Linked DNA regions of Sus scrofa: all the other regions are linked to region 1. A link is a contact called in public HiChIP or PLAC-seq data. All regions are on one chromosome and are shown on one strand. The core of a region is the stretch at or near the end of the contact, and the rest is flanking DNA. Distances in the headings are between cores, read along the strand shown. Region 1 overlaps ARHGAP26 (rho GTPase-activating protein 26). Region 2 overlaps ARHGAP26 (rho GTPase-activating protein 26). Region 3 has its middle 110 kb from the start of NR3C1.

Region 1 (4,155 bases), core at 374-2,873:
TAGCAGGAAGGGGGAACTCTTCCCGTGGGGCTGGAGGCCCCGGAGAGACGGCTCTAGGTCACGACCTGAGCACCTTCCCTCCAACGAAGCGGACACTACTCTCCTCCAGGGTAAACCCCGACAATACCGCAGCGACATCTGCGCCCATGCCCCCTCTGTGAGAACCTCCAGGGAAACACAACAAGGACTACAACCATTTACACGACAGAAAACCCCAGGTAGGACAGAATAATGTAAATCAACGATAATCAAAGAATTAACAAAACAAAACAAAAACAAAAACAAAAACCCACACAGGTAGGAGTTCCTGTTGTGGATCACGGGTTAAGAATCCATGTCTGTGAGGATGTGGGGTCAATCCCTGGCCTTGCTCAGTGGGTTAAGGAGCTGGCATTGCCGTGAGCTGTGGGGTAGGTCGCAGATGTGGCTTGGATTCGGTGTGGCTGTGGCTGTGGTGTAGGCTGGAAGCTGCAGCTCCGATTCAGACCCCTAGCCTAGGAACTTCCATATGCTGCAGGTGCAGCCATGAACAAAATGAAACAAACAAACAAACAACAACAACAACAACAAAACACCCCACAAGTACATGAAAGACATGAATTGGCAAGAGTACACGTTAAAAGTACACAATAGAACGGTGGACTGCGGGAGGACAGGAATAGGAGTTGGGAAAAGAACTAAAAGAGAAGTGAGTGAGTGACTTAAGGAGGAGCCTGTGAGGATCCCGTGCCACAAGCCAGGGAGCAAGACTAATTCTCTCTCTCTGGACCCGAGATCCAAAGAGAAGAGAGAAGAAAGCAAAGGGGAGAAAAGTCTCTGCAAAGAAATGTGCATGCATTTATCTGCTGTCATCCCCTCCTTGGCAACTGGGCCATTTGGAAAACACCAGCAGCTGCCAGCCATTAATTATGGCCCTGCCTGACATCCCACAGGCACTGTATGCCCTGAGAGAAACTTCAAGATAAAAGCAACAAATTCAGAACTGTCCCCGAAGGAATTCCCTCCTGCTACCTGTCACTTCAAAATATGCTGGTTCTGTGGTGAAATGCTGGCATTTGAGTTCTCACCAAACCATTTTCCAGAAAGGAAAAGGCCCAACATTTGGAATCTGGCTCTTAAAAGGTAACAGCACAGCATCCCACGTTTAAATTCATATCCTATAGACTTCTTACCTTTAAGTGTTTCAATTGCCTCATACACAGCTGCAAAACCACCAGAGCCTGGGCAACAGCGCCACCTGTGGCGGAGGAGCGCCACTGCGTGGGGTGCGGTGAAACTCACGTCACCTCGGCAGGAATTGGAAAGGGAACGGGCTTGGCAGCAGAGGGGAAACGAAGCTAAGGCTCGTGTGATGTCAAAAGAAGTCCTAACCCTAACCCTAACCGGAGCACTTCTCTGGTGTAGCCAGCTTGGAAATCAGTGAACAGAGCAGTTTCTAGAACAAGAGCACCCTAGAAAAATAATTTTTCTAAACTACTCCTGGAAAAGTGACCGGTATGTTTAACCCATCTGTCCTCTCCCGCTTCCCATATGAAAAGGTGAGCAGCTGAAGAATCAGTAGAGACTCAAGGCAGCCAACTCTGTCCCCTGTGAATAACAATGGCAAGAGCCACATGCTGCACGCGCCTTGTTTCCACAAACGGAACCTTCTGTGTTGTTCTTTTCCTAGGGAGGTAGAATATCCCTGTGGTTAACAGCAGAGTTAAATTAGAGCCAGGCAGAACTCAGATTAAATCACATCTCCTGCATTGACCAATCTCAATTTCCTAATCTACAAAGTAGGTCAAAAGCACCTCGCAGAGCAGTGCAAAAGCATCAGAGGAGCTAATGTGCATAAAAACCCTGAAACACAGTGAGGAGCCGGTAAGCGCTATCCATGAACAGCTATTATTGTAAAATACACTCGCTGTTGACAATGCAAAGCATAGAGAAATATTTCAAGGTGAAGGTCGGTGTCTCCCAGCAATCTACCCCCTGTGCTGATTAAGACTTTGACGAGGAAGCGTCTCCAGGACTGTGCCTCTCAATGTCTCTAGACAAGGCAAGTCATTTATTTTTATCCACACATGGTTCCACCACCTGAGTTTTAAAAACGTAAGGGAACAATATACGGAGGGCACCGTTTTGGCAAATATACCAAGATCTCGCCTGTTCTTTTTAGAGGGTCCATAGTGCTCTCTGCTATTTGTCATCAGTGTCTTATTAACCATTTAGACTGTCTCCGATTCTTTGCTATCGTGACCGATGCGCCAATGAACTTCTTTACAGAAATGTCTTTGCATTCCCATCTATCCGTCAGGACAAACTGCTGGGTCAAAGGATATTTACTTTTGAAAGGCTTTTAATACATAGTCCCCAGATACTTAATACATATTACGATATGGTAAAACCAGCTGGCATGCCCACCAGCAGAAGCACGGTCATCTTTTAAATCTACCGGTATGTATCTCAAGGAGGGAGAAGCAGATTCATAACGTCAAAAGTTACAGGCAAGGAGTTCCCGTCGTGGCACAGTGGTTAACGAATCTGACTAGGAACCATGAGGTTTCAGGTTCGATCCCTGGCCTTGCTCAGTGGGTTAAGGATCCAGCATTGCCGTGAGCTGTGGTGTAGGTGGCAGACGCGGCTCGGATCAGCGTTGCTGTGGCTCTGGTGTAGGTCGGCAGCTACAGCTCCTATTAGACCTCTAGCCTGGGAACCTCCATATGCCGCGGGAGCGGCCCTAGAAAAGGCAAAAAAAAAGTTACAGGCAAGCTTCAGGTCTGGGCAGGGGGTCTCCTTCGATGTGTCCCTGCCCCTCCCAGTTCCTAGGTCCTTTATTATAGAAATGTGTCCCAGAGCAGGGCAGGGCGTGGGCCTCTGTCCTCTCTTGTCCTGGTGGGTCCCGTGATGTCCCTTCTGTAATTCCATCTCCTGAGTCCTCTCGAAACCCTCAGTCGAGGTGTGCTGTCTTGCCCCAGGTGGGCTGAAGCTAGGCCACTTTGATGCGCTCTTTCCTGGGACTCTCAGAGAAGTGAGGCAAGGACTGACAAACTGTTTAAAAGCTTTCTCATCCTGCTTCTATTATCCAGAAGGCCCTTCCCCACTGGTCCCCGGGTCTCCAGAACTGGTCTGATTTCAAGCCTTGGTTCTTCCACTCTTCCCACCTTACTGCGGGTGGCGCTGCAGAGTTCTCTGCCCTTTCATTATTATTACTATTGTTTATGCGATTGTTATTTTAGGTCAAGTTAGCCCCGTATCAGATGGGCTTTCCGAAACAGGCCCATCTGAACGGGGGAGGAAGGACTTGTTTCCTTGAATATTTACTTGAAAAATTCTCCCTGGTTCAATGCGTGCGGGAAAAACAGAAGCAACAAAGAAACATGTTTTTCTTCTCCGAAAGGCCTCTTGGCCTACCAATAACGACCTTTCCAAATTACTTAACATTTTACATAAAGATTCTGTAACATCTGTATTTTGGAAAGCATGAAAGAAGGGAAATGTCTGTCTCCAAGTGGATTTCGCATCGACATAAACAGCTCATCCTTTTCTCTGGTCCACATGGAGCGGCACTGAGCTTCCGGATACTGCTGCAATTCAGGGTAGGGCTATCTTGGACTTTTCTCCAAGTGGATTTTACAAAGCAAATCTGAGGCACAGGGACACAATTTCCTTCCTACGCTGGTAGCAACAAGGCAGGAATTTGTTTTTTCTCCTGCTCACCAAGGAGACCATCAGCCCAGTTTCATGTTCACCCCATCATCGTTACAAGGTTGCAGGTGCCCTTGGACGTCGTGCTTAACCAGAGCGCTCAGAGCCAGAAGCAGGGGAGCTGTGCCTGCTCGAGAGGCTGCCCAGGTCACTCCCGTCAGAGAGGAATATCATCAGTGTGCACTGTCTCTGCTCTTAGCTCTCCAAGAGGCAACGGGAACCCAGGAGTAGGTACCAAGCCATCACTCAGACGGTTCTTGCCTCTCCAGTCCTCTGAGCAAGACCGCGCAGGAGGCAAAGCCAATTCTGGCTTCCTGCAGGACAGGGCTCTTGGGGACCTGGCTCTTATTGGATTAAGCAACGTTTAAGTGGTGACTGGAATGACATTCTTAAGACGACACAGGATTAACGGAGCTAATGTACCTCATTCTCTGGACAGCGTGAAGGGTTACGGGGTGCAAGATG
Region 2 (3,731 bases), core at 423-2,922, 140 kb before region 1:
CCGCCAGCGGGCTGGACAGATCCGAGTGGCACTGACAGCCCTGGTGCTTGGGACAGAAATCCCGCTGGGTCATGAAGCATGTAAAAATGAACCAGTAAAAATCAGATGGGTCACCAGGCAGGGATCTCCATCTTCCCCCAAGGGAGGCCAGTTGGGCTCCTACCTGGCCACAGAGATCTTGGCTGGGGAAGGGGAAACGCTGCCAGGAAGCCTCTCAGAAGACAAGAGTGCAGGTCCCATCAGTGACAGTCTCCGAAAACGTCAGGGGAGCGGGGCCTGGCACGTGGAGAAAGTGTGGCGGTGGTGGCCTCAGAGTCCGAGGGGTAAGAGGGATGATTCCAGGCTTGGCCAAGACATGACCCCGAAGGAGCAGGCTGGAAGCACCGTGCGGGTTGTGAGGAGCAGGAAGCACAGGCAAACGATTCCCTATGAAAATTATCATGCTTTCCAGCTCTTTCTCCAGGTGGGAAGCACCCACCAGGTTTTCAGGCAAAACTGTCTGAAGGGATCTTTTCAGCAAAAGCTGCATAAGAAGCAGGATCGCTCTCACAGGGAAAGCCCTCTCCCACAGAAAACGGATCCAACCGCCCAGGAAAACAACCTCTTTCAAATCCCTGCATCCCAAAGAACGACAAACAGAGATCCCTGCAGCGAAATCACAGCTGCCTGTTTGGGTGTAACTCTTTTGGCATCAAATAGCACTTAGATGGGTAAAATTCCTTTTAAAACAGAGGCCGTGAGTTATCCCTTGTCTAATGCATATTATTCATTTAGTGATTCATGTGGTCTCAATAAATAACAGGTAGGCATGCAGCTTATCAGGTACCCCGTGGGATGCAGAGGTTTCTGAAAGTTTCAGGAACACGCCTGCCTACCTACCCCAGCGGGTCCAGGTTGAAGGTGGGCACCACCTGCCTCCGGAGGAGACGTTCCTCCTTTTCAGGGACTGCCAGAGAGCTCCAGGCTGTCAAGACAGGAGGCTGGTGGGGGAAGATGGGCAGAAGAACAGCCTGGACCATCTCTTAGCACCTGAAACATACACATCAGGATTGGGGGAACAGAGGGGCAGAAAGGACAGTGTGGGAGAGGCCCCCCGAAGCTCAACTTCTCAACATCTGATATACGAGACACTGACTTCCTTCTGTCTCCACAAGAATATAAAATCAATGAGAGCAGAAACTCTAATTTTTTCTTTCTTTTTAGCGCCACACCCGCAGCAGATGGAAGGTCCCGGGCTAGGACTGAATTGGAGCTGCCGCCCTGGCCTGTGCCACAGCCACAGCCACAGCCATGCCGGATCCTTAACCCACCGAGCGAGGCCAGGGATCGAACCTGCATCCACAAGGACGCTAAGTTGGGTTCTTAACCCACTAAGCCACAACAAGAGCGCCATCTAATTTCTTTTTTCTTTAAGTCACCCTTTCTTCAGCACGCAGAATGACGCTGGGCCCACAGCCAGTGTTCCAACCATTTTTGTTGAGCGAATCTCGCCTGAACAGGTAAACCATAAGTAAAATTGGAGCTCTCTCTCCCCAGGCAAAAGCTCGCCCCAGGTTGCATCTGAGAGTCGCCGAATCAAATTCAGAAGGAGCCAACGGCGCTCCAGAGAAACAGCTCCGCCTGGAAGCGGGCCTTGTTTATCCTCTGAATTCCAGGGCCTGTGCTCTAGCCGCTCACTGGCCACTAAAACCGGACGGGACGGTTGACTCTGGCAGCGTGTGAAGGCATTTGGCATGCACACAGCTTTTAGGTCACCAGAAATAACTTGCAAATGCGTGTGTGTGTTAAGCGGAAAGGATGAGAAAAATTAGTTTCATTTATGGGGCTACTGGGCAGTGAGTTATTTTTTAGGGGTGGGGACCACTTAGGCAGGGAGAACTCCAAGGCTGGGTTCCTCCACTGCTGGAACCGTGCTCTGTCCTCACCGCCTTCTCTTAATCCTAACAAGCCCCGCCACCCCTACCCCAGCGGTCAGAAAAAAGCATCCCCCTCGTGGTTTTTAATTTGGGGGAATTACTGCAGTATCTTTAGTGCCTCATGGGACATCCCCTGACTTCTTTCTCAGCATTTGTTTACTTCCTCCTTAAAAATCAAGATCTTCCAGAAAAGCGGTGGCCTGATGCCAACGCTATTTGTCACTGGGAGAGGAGAGTGGCTTCTAGTTCTGCAGCCCTCCGTGAGCACCCGGTGAAGCATCTCCATTCTCAGGGACAGGTCAGCCCCACTCCTTCCGCCTTCAGGGGAAGGCTTAGGGCCAAGGACTGTCACCGGATGGACAGTCACTGGTGGTGCCAGGATCAAACCCAGGCTTTCCGGCTTTGCACGCCAATGTTAGAACTATCTTTCTTGTTGCCTCAGCCATTAGCTGTGGGTTTTGTTTTGTTTCCTAACTTCTTAGAATCTCATTTATGAGTCATTTTCTTTCAAAGAAGATTCTGCAAATGGAAGGGCTAATCTCCACGTACCACTGTGCTACAGCGAGAAGCTCCCATGGCTTCTACCTTCCTGCGCAGCCCAGCCCCAGCCCCATCCCAAGGCAGCTGCCTGTGACTCTGACTTGGGTCAGTTAACTATCGCTGAGAGAACTGGCCTACATTCAGCAGCTTGAAACAACCCTGGTGTATTCTTTGCCACGAATCTGTGGGTTAATTGGGCAGCTTTTCTGTTGGTCTTTCCTGGACTCACTCATGTGGTTGTATCCACTGATGCGTGGCTGGGGGTGTCGGGCTTGGCTGGGGCCGCAGGCCCTCTTGCTAGTCGTCCTCCGTCCTTGAGTAGGCTGGCCTGGGCTCTTGACATGGCATCTGGGGTCCAAGAGGGCCTGGGCTTAGAGTTGGTCAAAACAGTCAGAGGGTAAAGGCCCACCTAGATTCAAGGACTCCGCCTCTTAATGGGAGAGGCTGCAAAGACTCTTGGCCACAGGTAACCCACCAAAGGCTTTCTAGATAGAAAGGATTGAAGTGGGCTGGTAAGAAGAGCATCTTCTATTACCAAGCAACGTATGGATTTAGTGTGGCCAAAGACACTGGAAATCTAGATTGAAAAAATATTTATTTACTTGTATATGTAAATATGCCCACACCACCACACACACACACAACGTCTTTCTAGGGCCACACCCAGGGCATATGCAAGTTCCTAGGGCATTTCCAAGTTCCAGGCTAGGGGTTGAATCACAGCTGTAGCTGTGGGCCTACACAACAGTTCACAGCAATGCAGGATCCTTAACCCACTGAGCAAGGCCAGGGATCAAACCCACATCCTCATGGATACTAGCCAGGTTTGTTACCTCTAAGTCAGGATGGGAACTCCCTGTTGCCCCCCCCCCGCCAACCCCGCGCAAAAAATACATTAATAGATTTGTTTGGTTTTTGCTTTTTAGGGCTGCACCCATGGCATAGGAGGTTCCCAGGTGAGGGGTCGAATGGAGCTATAGCTGCTGGCCACAGTCACAGCCACAGCCACAGCCTCACCAGATCCAAGTCACATCTGCAACCTACACCACAGCTCATGGCAACGTCAGATCCTTGACTCACTGAGCGAGGCCAGGGATCGAACCCACAACCTCATGGTTCCTAGTTGGATTCGTTTCCACTGCACCACGATGGGAACACCTTAATAGCCTTTTAAAGAATAGTTTTAGGTTTACAGAAAAATTGTTCAACATATAGCTCTCCCTATTCCCTAAGTTTAATATTAACATCATTCATTATGTCATTTGTTGCAACTGA
Region 3 (3,793 bases), core at 726-3,225, 250 kb before region 1:
TAAAACAAGAACATGTTTTTGTTTTCTTTGAATGCTTTTTGAATGTTGTTATTTTTCAGTATTTTGAGGAAATTATTTAATAAAAAAATGTAATCATTTGCTTTTTGAATGCTCTCTAAAAGGGACTGTTCCTTTTGTAAGGGTTTAAATTGATCTCAAAGTATTTTAAGATAGTTTGTTACCCAGTTGGATGTGAAATTTTTGGTGCCTAAGAAATACTGCTTGAATATTATTTTCAATGACAGTGTTAAGTTTCAAAAAAAAGCTTCTGAAAAGATAAATTACTATTCATTTATAGAATGTTATATGGTTAAAACCTGAAAGCACATCACACATTAATTTTAGTCCCAACAACCTTGGCTCCCCAAAAAATAGAGCTTAGTGAATAAAAGGTATGTGCACTTTGTTGTTAAAAGGAAATGAACTGACATTCATAAAACTAGCAGAGGCTGCACATTAAATGAAAAAAAAATGGGGAAAAAAAGCTGTGACCTTTTGGAATATGTGGGAAAGAGGTTATCTTAGTTATGTTTGAATATAATCATGGACTTAAGTGATAAAGCTATGGTGCTATTTGAAAGCAGCTTCATTTTCTATGTATGCGGTATCTTGCCATCCCAAACTATTGAAGTCTGTTGTAATTTCAGTGAGAGGTAACATGCCTAGATACTCACAACAAATCCCAAAAAGTATTTATAACTAGTGGCGGAAAAAAGTGACTCTCTTGGTGTTCCTAGGCCTTACTATGGGACATACCCAACTGTCTAAAACTATGGAGGGGAACTTCAAAAGAGCACCTGCTTTCTCCTGGAAAAACAAACAAAAATGGTACCCCAGAAGAAAAACCATCATGATTAGTGTCCATAAAGAGCTTAATATTTTGTGTAGGATGAGCTCTGGACATACACATAAAGGAAAGCCAGCCTCACTTCAGAACTGGGGGATGGAAGAATGGGCAATTCCAATTTTACTTATCTATCTATACATCCTATTACCATAAGTCTTATCATTTTAGTTCTTTGTTAAATATCCTAAAATTACATCACCATGGAATGAACATTATTATTATACTTTGATCTGTCGAAATTCAAGAACTGTGGCAGCCCCTAGTGAGATTTTGATCTCGGTGGGTCACCCAAAAGACTGTAGCTATAGACGAATGTGTTTTTCTGTGCCTGGTTTGAGAGGTGGAAGAGAAAATAAGAGTGTAAGGAGGACACTTTAACCACTTGGTAATGGAAGTTTCAAGATTTCCCAGCCTGGATCAGGTGTTGGGCAAAGGATTAGTTAGCTTCTCTCTAGAAGATGCCTGAAAGAAGGATTTTATTTTCTGATGAAAGGCCGTATGAAAATACCCTCCTCAAATAACTTGCTTAACTACATATAGATTCAAGTGTGTCAATATTCTATTTTGTATATTAAACAAATGCTATATAATGGGGACAAATCTATATTATACTGTGTATGGCATTATTAAGAAGCTTTTTCATTATTTTTTATCACAGTAATTTTAAAATGTGTAAAAATTAAAACCAGTGACTCCTGTTTAAAAATAAAAGTTGTAGTTTTTTATTCATGCTGAATAATAATCTGTAGTAAAAAAAAAAAAAGGAAAAAGAAAAAAAAAAGAAAAACAATGTCTTTTTACCTACACAGTGAAATGTCAGATTGTAAAATCTTGTGTGGAAATGTTTAACTTTTATTTTTCATTTAAATTTGCTGTTCTGGTATTACCAAACCACACATTTGTACTGAGTTGGCAGTAAATGTTAGTTAGCCATTTACAGCAATGCCAAATATGGAGAAACATCATAATAAAAAATCTGCTTTTTCATTGTATGACTCCAAAATGCTTGTGTAGAACTCATGCAATTCCGGTTTTCCTGGTTCTTTTCCCCCTTCTTCTACTGAAGCCCTGGAGTTATCACTTTAGGAAGCATAAGATGCTAGCTAGCATGGACAGTAAATGTCAGCGTGGCAACGTTTGCATGCCAGTATGGCATAAATTCAGAATGACCTTAACCCCAGTGTCAGAGGCCCCAGAAATATCCCTTCCATGCCTCAAATGGTCATGTGCCAATTACTGCAAAGCTTTACAGGGGAAGGAAGAACTCGTTTCCAAGCCTTCTCCAGATATCAGTCTTTATCATGAAAAATGACATTTATGTAAATAAAATGTTATCTAGGCAAAATTCTTATCTTCCTTAAAAAATCAACTGTCCCAAAAAAAGGGCATAAATATGTAGTAAGTAAAACAGTGTTGCAAACTACAGGCAATAAAGGCAGAAGGGAGGAAAAAAGGAAACCAGCTATTCTATACAAACTAGAGTATAGTAGTTCCAAAAGCATATTGTGTTCAGGTTATATCCATGCACTGGATAATCTAACAAACCTTCCTATAAATACTCTTTTCTCCATGAGTGGCCTCCATCACTAGGAAAAAGGCATATTATGATTTTAAAACCACGTTTGCCCTACCCATCATGTGCACCAAGCATTTGCTGTGTACATACCATATGATAAATAATGAAGACAGAATAAGAAAAATACTATTGCTACCCTCAGTCCCTTGCAAAAGTGTATAAAAGAAACCTCCTTTTCCAGTGTTTCAAGGTACAATGCAGAAATACCAGATACGGCACCAGTATGTATGAACATTATTGTTTTATACTTCAAGTATTAATCTTATATTTGTAGAACACTTTCACATGCATTATACCAGTTATATTCCTCACCCAATAGATGAATGAAATAAAAACAAATGTTGAAGATAATAACTCCATTTTATAAAAAAGGAACAAGCTCAGAGTTAAAGTAACTGATTCATAGCTGCTGGCTGCCATTTTATTGACGTTTCAATGAAAAATCTTTGTAATTAGGCCATTTATCACATGTCAGAGAATGTCACTTGTCTACAAACTCCTAGGGAAGTGGTATTGCTTTCCTGCTTTTAAATTAAACTATTGTTTTAATTTACTGAGCCAAGCATCGTGTTTCAATATATTATCTCATTTAAATTTAGCAGCCCTATGAAGTGCTACTATTAACTTCATTGTATTTATACAAAGAGACTGCTTAAACAACTGACTAACTTGCTTCACCAAAGCTTGGAAGTGGTTAAGTAGGATTTAAAAAAAAAACAGAAAACACGGGCATCTGGCTCTAGAGTCCATGCTCTTAAGCACTACTGAGAAATTGTTAATATGAAGCTCCTAACTGGATTATATGAACCCATATTGAGCATTATGTGTCAGGCCTTTTAAGGTAGTCTCATTTAATCTCATCATTTTTGCTACCATATCAGTTTTGACTTAGACATTTAACAATGATAATCCCTTCTCTTAAAAACATGTGTCCTGTCCCCTGGGGATGTTGATGGTGAAAAGCAGCTGCCCGGAGATGACATTACCCTTTGGTTTGTCAGCTATACAAGGAACCTGTCTCACTGATGCCCATAAGGAAATCAACAAATGTATTTCTTCGACATAGAGGCTACATTGAAACTGAGGAAGGGAGCTGCTTATAATGAAAACTGATGCAAGTCAAAATTTATATTTAGTTTGGTAAGTAAAGTAAGAGCCTGATTTTGAGTATTGAAGACACAGAGGTACTTATACCAGCTGACTGTTTTTTCAGACCTTCAGCTAATCTCTATTAATTGGCATTGAGTGGCTGTTAACAACATTGGTAACTCTATACCATTTTCTTTGGTTAAAGAATCCAACCTCCTCTTCTTATATCAGGCTTCTGTTTCCCAGTTAAAATGAATACTTTGTAGGGAAACAATTTTTAC

Evidence for each region. HiChIP or PLAC-seq counts read pairs in DNA pulled down with a chosen protein or histone mark.
Region 2: an H3K27ac HiChIP or PLAC-seq map of skeletal muscle shows a contact between it and region 1. The contact joins two enhancer-like sites. A contact is called at or near these places in 1 of 47 Hi-C or Micro-C datasets (embryonic fibroblasts) and 1 of 2 datasets of contacts at active chromatin or transcription factors (skeletal muscle).
Region 3: a contact with region 1 is called in an H3K27ac HiChIP or PLAC-seq map of skeletal muscle. The contact joins two enhancer-like sites. A contact is called at or near these places in 2 of 2 datasets of contacts at active chromatin or transcription factors (alveolar macrophages and skeletal muscle).

The regions. Positions count from the first base shown.
Region 1 is chr2:144,567,944-144,572,098 of Sscrofa11.1, reverse strand. All of the region lies in intron 12 of ARHGAP26 (rho GTPase-activating protein 26), which reads right to left. Among named protein-coding and RNA genes, the nearest start is that of ARHGAP26, 270 kb to the right of the region's middle. Within about 2 kb of position 1,623, at least 14 of the 83 cell types and tissues checked have an H3K27ac peak or open chromatin away from gene starts, as enhancers often do. A contact at or near this core is called in skeletal muscle, where this site is marked.
Region 2 is chr2:144,704,807-144,708,537 of Sscrofa11.1, reverse strand. All of the region lies in intron 20 of ARHGAP26 (rho GTPase-activating protein 26), which reads right to left. Among named protein-coding and RNA genes, the nearest start is that of NR3C1, 220 kb to the left of the region's middle. Within about 2 kb of position 1,672, at least 24 of the 83 cell types and tissues checked have an H3K27ac peak or open chromatin away from gene starts, as enhancers often do. A contact at or near this core is called in skeletal muscle, where this site is marked.
Region 3 is chr2:144,820,978-144,824,770 of Sscrofa11.1, reverse strand. It overlaps a transcript of NR3C1 not described here. Among named protein-coding and RNA genes, the nearest start is that of NR3C1, 110 kb to the left of the region's middle. Within about 2 kb of position 1,975, at least 1 of the 83 cell types and tissues checked has an H3K27ac peak or open chromatin away from gene starts, as enhancers often do. A contact at or near this core is called in skeletal muscle, where this site is marked.